Regions from separate parts of the Sus scrofa genome. Here region 2 is linked to region 1. The links are chromatin contacts, called in public Hi-C maps. All regions are on one chromosome and are shown on one strand. The core of a region is the stretch at or near the end of the contact, and the rest is flanking DNA. Distances in the headings are between cores, read along the strand shown. Region 1 has its middle 91 kb from the start of PERP. Region 2 has its middle 100 kb from the start of OLIG3.

Region 1 (3,047 bases), core at 393-2,892:
GGATAAGAGCTAGAGGGGGGTGTGAGTTTCAAAAGATGCGTGAGTGTAACATGGGCTACTACAGCAGGTTTGTTTGTTGGTGGGACACATCCTTTCATGGAGGGAAAGTAATAGTTCCTGAGGCCAAGGGGATAAGGTTGTCCTTGAGTGGGTGACGTGGGATAAGGTTGTCCTTGAGTGGGTGACGTGGGATAAGGTTGTCCTTGAGTGGGTGACGTGGGATAAGGTTGTCCTTGAGTGGGTGACGTGGGATAAGGTTGTCCTTGAGTGGGTGAAGTGTCCAAGCTGGTCTTGATTAGACCATGGCTCTTCCTCAACAGTTACAGAAGGGATGGCAGATCGTTTGGGCACAGAGGCAGGTGGGGTGGATGGGTGAATGTGGAGGTGGCAGGGTGCAGAATTTCTCTTCTTGCGGCTTCAGCTTTCATTATGACCTTGGAATCAAGTGTTCAGCTGAGAGTCAGGAAGAGGGAGAATGTGATGGAGGGCTGAAGAGAGGAGGAGGTGCATGACAGTCACCTAGGAAATCACGGGAGTGAGAGTGACTGGGGAAATGCAGCAGAACCACTTGGGCTAGGATGGACCTAGAAGAATGGTAGACATTTGCTGCCAGAAATTTAAGATAAGACCAGCCACCGTGGTGGGGTGGTTTTTCCAGCCTTGTGCAGCTGGAGGGTTGCAGGCACAGAATGACAGAGGGCTGAGTTTAATCAGGATGGGGTCTTGCCAGGTATGTGTAAGGAAGCGTGAAGATGGCGTGGACATTGAAGGTAGATGAAGGGGGGTTAACTACAGAGGGGAGGCAGGGTGTTGTGGGACCAAGTTCTCATTCATTCCTGCAGGTTGGGACTTGGAGCACCTCCAACGTTTTTTTCCCCCTCAAATGTAGTGTCTTGTGCAATAAACACACACAGAGTACAAGATTAATCTGCGGAATAAAGTCTAGCGCTTTTGTTGACTGTGGCTCACCTTTGAACCGGTTGCCCAAGTTGGGAATCACAAATCCTTGATTTTGGAGCCTGAGAACCAGGGACAGGTTGCCGCAACGTTATCAGATGTCACAGACCCTGTGTGTGACCTTGAAATGAACACGCTCTCAATGAGCCCGATCCTCACCCTTTGCAATCAGCCCACGTGGCTCACAGAGCCAACCCGGCAGCCACCAGCCCTCCCTTTATGGGAAATGGGTTTCAACAGGTTGATCAGTTGTTCCCACCCAGGTGTGAAGCCCAGTTCCTCCCTCTCCAGCCCTGCACCTGTCAGAGGACTTTGTACAGTTCTCTGCTTCTTACTCAGCTTATGGCCTCTTGTCAAGCACACGCCTCTGGGGGCCTCACTCTTCCTTTCTTGTGGCCTCCAGTGACTCAGCCGGCTTTCCCAAGGCTTCCTGTCCCCAGAGAGCCAGGCCCCTCTCCTCTCCTGGTCCTCTCTAAAGATAAGTCCTAGGGCCCTTTTGCTTTTAAAAGATGAATTGCCCATCACGAATATATAAGACAAATAGCAAACAGATCACAGATAGCTAAAACTGGTGCAATACAGAGTTTCTAGATTCCCAGCAAGGTTGGTTACAATACGGTTCAATGTATGGCTGGGGCTCTGGCTTGGGCTGGTGACTTTGACCATCCACTCTGCCCTCCTGTGTGTCACTCCTTTACACAACTGCCACAGTCACAACACCTCTGATCCTTCTGCTCACCAAATATGTGTGGGGTTTCCCCCACTGAGCACTTTCTGTGACACCAGTTGGGTGTCCTACGATTGAACTTGATTCTGATATGACCTACCTGGGGCAAGCTTCAGATCCCACAGGTTAAGGGCTCAGTCCCCAGGGACTTCTCCCCTCCCACTTCCGATGCCAACTGCAAGTGGATGGTCCCCCAGGTTACCTACAGCTTCTGTCGGAGCTGGCTTCCTACATGGTCTTCTTCCCCACAGATTCAATTACTGGCTAGAACAGCTCATAGAACTCAGGGAAACACTCACTTACGTTGGCTAGTCTATTAAAGGATCAAATGAACAGCCAGACAAAGAGGTACACAGGGTGAGTTCTGGAAGGGTCCTGGATGCAGGTGCTTCTGTCTCCGTGGAGTTGGGATGCATCACCAGCCTGGTACAGGGATGTGTTCACCAACCTGGAGCATCTCTGAACCCTTTCTGGGGGACATTTATAGAGGCCTCCTCATATAGACACAATGGATCATGAACTCCATTTCCAGCCCCTCTCCTCTCTCCAGGGAGGTAGTGGTGGGGGAGCTAAAACTTCCAAGCCTCTAATCATGGCTTGGTTTTTCTGCTGACCAGGTCCCACCCAGAGTCACCCCATTAGAACAAAAGATGCTTCTGGTCCTCTCATCACGTAGGAGGTTACAAGGGTTTCCGGGGCTCCGTGTCAGGAACCAGGATGAAGACCAAACATGTATTTCTTTTTTTTTTTTTTTTTTTTTTTTTTTTGTCTTTTTGCTATTTCTTTGGGCCGCTCCCGCGGCATATGGAGGTTCCCCGGCTAGGGGTCTAATCGGAGCTGTAGCCACCGGCCTCCGCCAAAGCCACAGCAATGCGGGATCCGAGCCGCATCTGCAACCTACACCACAGCTCACAGCAACGCTGGATCATTAACCCACTGAGCAAGGGCAGGGACCGAACCCACAACCTCATGGTTCCTAGTCGGATTCGTTAACCACTGCGCCACGACGGGAACTCCAAAACATGTATTTCTTATTACAAATCACACTGACACAGCTGGGGATTGGACACGGCTGCCTTTCGCTAATTCCCGAGGCTGAATTCACTGTTCACCACGGGAAGGTCTCCTGCTCCCCCAGGGCCTCCTAAGAGTCCCTGGCTGCAGCTCTGAGCGCCGGCGCCCCCTCCCTAGAGAGGAAGACGGACGTGGCCAAGGACCTCGGTCATCAGTGTTCATTTCCCCACAACCCCCGGGTGTTTCACGCCTCTGAACCTACATTTCCTCATTTCGAATCAGGGAGAGTAACAGATGTTTTATAGGCTGGGCAGAAAAGCGGGAGACGCAAAGCTGAGTTTTCTTTCCC
Region 2 (3,047 bases), core at 251-2,750, 510 kb after region 1:
AGGTTCCCAGGCTAGGGGTCTAATCAGAGCTGTTGCTGCCAGCCTACGCCAGAGTCACAGCAGCACTATATCCGAGCCGCGTCTGCAACCTACACCACAGCTCATGGCAATGCCGGATCCTTAACCCACTGAGCGAGGCCAGGGATCGAACCCAGAACCTCATGGTTCCTAACTGGATTCGTTTCGGCTGCACCACAACGGGAACTCCCGAGAGGATAAAAATTTTAAGTGTATGTTGAAAACAATGTTTAAATATATTGTGGCAGGAAGAGCATATTGTTTTTTAAAGAACTGTTTTAATCACCATTTACATCTCAATATAGCAGCAGAAATAAAAGCAGATGAACAAATAAAAATAAGAAAGTGTCTGTTAAGAGAACCTATGGAGTATCAGTGTCAACTACGGGAATGTCATGTGTCTTCTGCTGCAGGATGTCTCCCCACCCTTGGTTTATCTTTATTGAGAAGTTGTCCATAAGGTTAACCTCATGGACACAGCATCCTTCGCCTTCTATCTCACAACTTCTATTAAGAGCACACAGTGCATCACATCATGATCTCATTCATCTTGGTTATGTCACCCTGGGGTGATGTGCCTGGCATGAGGAAGGGGGAAAGCATTGGTAAGTGGTTAGAGATACACTCAGTGAAGGGACTAGAAATCTTATTCTCTTACAGCCTCTTCTCCACACCTTCCCTTCCCTCCAGGATCTATTTCCTAGAATTTCCTAATTAGACCATGAGTGAGGGGTAACAGATTTGGAATATTCCCTTTTTATCATACCAATAGCTAAAAACTTAAGTAGGCAATAGCGACCATCTACATTTTTACAAATTTAGTGGGGAAATCTTGCCAAGAACACAAGTCCCCTGTCTGTCAGCCTAAATTTTAATTTCTCAGAAGATATCAGCTCATGAACATGTACCAATGTGGCACAGGCAGGGTGCAGGTACAGATGTGATAAACTGACTACTGGTAAATGGAACCAAGATAAATAACATTTGGGGTCTAAGTAATATGATAGATCTTGAAAAAGATCTACTCAATTTCAGGCATAGTTTTTAATTTACACTTCTCTTGAGAACTGAGCACAACTGATGCCTCCTGGATAGAGCTTTTCAGTAATAATGAATGAAACTATCCACTGTGGATGGACATTTCCATCTTGCCAGTGTAACCCTAAACACCTGACATGCATCACTTCACTAGAATCTCACGTACACTGTATGGGGTAGATGCTATTATTATCTCCACCTTACTGATGAGGAAACTGAGGTTAAATTCTTCCTAAGGGGTCACCTAGCTGGCAAATGGAGAGCCGGGACTGACTCCAGAGTCTGCATTGTTTGTCACTGTGCCCTGCTGCTTCCTCAATGCAACTTGTACCCACTAGCAGACCAATGAACTGGGTGGGAGCCAATATCCACACATCTGGGGAGATGCTCTGTCTGAATTAATGGAGATTGATTTATCAAAGGAACAGCTTGAGACATAACTAGACACAAAGGAATGCCTGACCAAAGGTGAAATAACCAAGCAAACATCTGTCCAAAACCAGCCTGTTTAGATGTACAAAGATCATTTGTTATTTGCACAATAATCATTTGTATACACATGGAAGCTGACGTGAACGCAACCATTTGTCCTTCAGTGGAACAGACTGAATACTCCAAGAAATGAATCAATACGTTTCTCAAATCCACACCACCCAGAGGTCTCCTGCTCCAGTCAGAATTGTGAGGCACTCTGGGTTGGAGAGTCATGAGATCTCAGTGAATCTGTCTTTCGGTCTGTATTTGAGTTCTGAGACTGGCTATATCCCACTGGAGATGTGCTTGTCTCTAAGTGAATCAGACTGGAGCCTTGAATTTCTCTCTCTCGAACCCTTTTGACATTGCACATGACAGAATGCAAGTCTAGCCCTGCCAGCAACAGGTGCAGCGTGGGGAAGAACACAGTTCTGCTGATAACAGGCATGCATATGTCTGGTGGATTTAATTAGACACAGTGCCCATTAACAATTTCTGCAGATGTTCACATCAAATCAGATGAGCTAATTTTCACACACTCTTCAGTTTGGTCTATTTTCCCTTTCCCAAGTGTATCTACTCTCACCTTAATCTTCTGATGCCTCCATGCAATCAAACTTCCTTCTGCTCCCAGAATCCAGACATTCAGTTCGCTGTTGTTGAAGAGATAAGATTGCTAGGTGCTGTTTAGTCTTCACTAGGAAATGCATATCATTCATAATTAAGGGCTTTTTCCAGAGAGTAGGGAAATGGTGGCTGTGTCTAGCTGGACACAGAAAATGTGTTGGGTTCTCTGAGACACACTCAATCAAATGAAATGAAAAAGAAGACTGCCTGCATTTAACTCTCTTGCAGAAGCACTTTTTGAAATCAAGTGCTGTGGTCCAGAAGGCTAATTTTTTTTTTTTCTAAAGAATGCAGCTTATGGGAGTTCCCACTGTGGCTCAGTGGCAACAAATCCAACCAGTACCCATGAGGGGTCGGGTTCGCTCAGTGGGTTAAGGATCTGGCACTGCCACGAGCTGTGGAGTAGGTCACAGATATGGCTCGGATCCCATGTTGCTGTGGCTGAGGCATAGGCCAGCAGCTACAGAGCCGATTCGACCCCTAGCCTGGGAACTTCCATATGCCCAGATGTGGCCCTTAAAAAAAAAAAAAAAAAAAAGAATTCGACTTATTCCCCCAAAGGGTCCTAAGTGTCTACATGGCTAAAATGTTGGGTTCAAAAACAAGCAGACCGTGGGAGTTCCTGTCATGGTGCAGCAGAAACAAATCCGACTAGGAACCATAAGGTGTGGGTTCAATTCCTGGCCTCACTCAGTGGGTTAAGAATCCAATGTTGCTGTGAGCTGTGGTATAGGTCACAGATGTGGCTCAGATCTGGCGTTGCTGTGGCTGTGGCCTAAATTGGCTGCTGTAACTCTGATTAGACCCTTCGCCTAGGAACCTCCATATGCTGATGGTGAGGCCCTAAAAAGCAAAAAAAAAAAAGCAGATTGTAAAACAGTTGAAAGAAG

What was found. Hi-C and Micro-C count contacts between places; a contact is called where the count stands out from the background.
Region 2: a Hi-C map of liver shows a contact between it and region 1, with 2.9 times the contacts expected there. The contact joins two enhancer-like sites. A contact is called at or near these places in 2 of 47 Hi-C or Micro-C datasets (liver and skeletal muscle) and 1 of 2 datasets of contacts at active chromatin or transcription factors (alveolar macrophages).

Annotation. Positions count from the first base shown.
Region 1 is chr1:26,390,264-26,393,310 of Sscrofa11.1, forward strand. No RefSeq gene overlaps it. Among named protein-coding and RNA genes, the nearest start is that of PERP, 91 kb to the left of the region's middle. Within about 2 kb of position 1,643, at least 13 of the 83 cell types and tissues checked have an H3K27ac peak or open chromatin away from gene starts, as enhancers often do. A contact at or near this core is called in liver, where this site is marked.
Region 2 is chr1:26,903,636-26,906,682 of Sscrofa11.1, forward strand. No RefSeq gene overlaps it. Among named protein-coding and RNA genes, the nearest start is that of OLIG3, 100 kb to the left of the region's middle. Within about 2 kb of position 1,501, at least 3 of the 83 cell types and tissues checked have an H3K27ac peak or open chromatin away from gene starts, as enhancers often do. A contact at or near this core is called in liver, where this site is marked.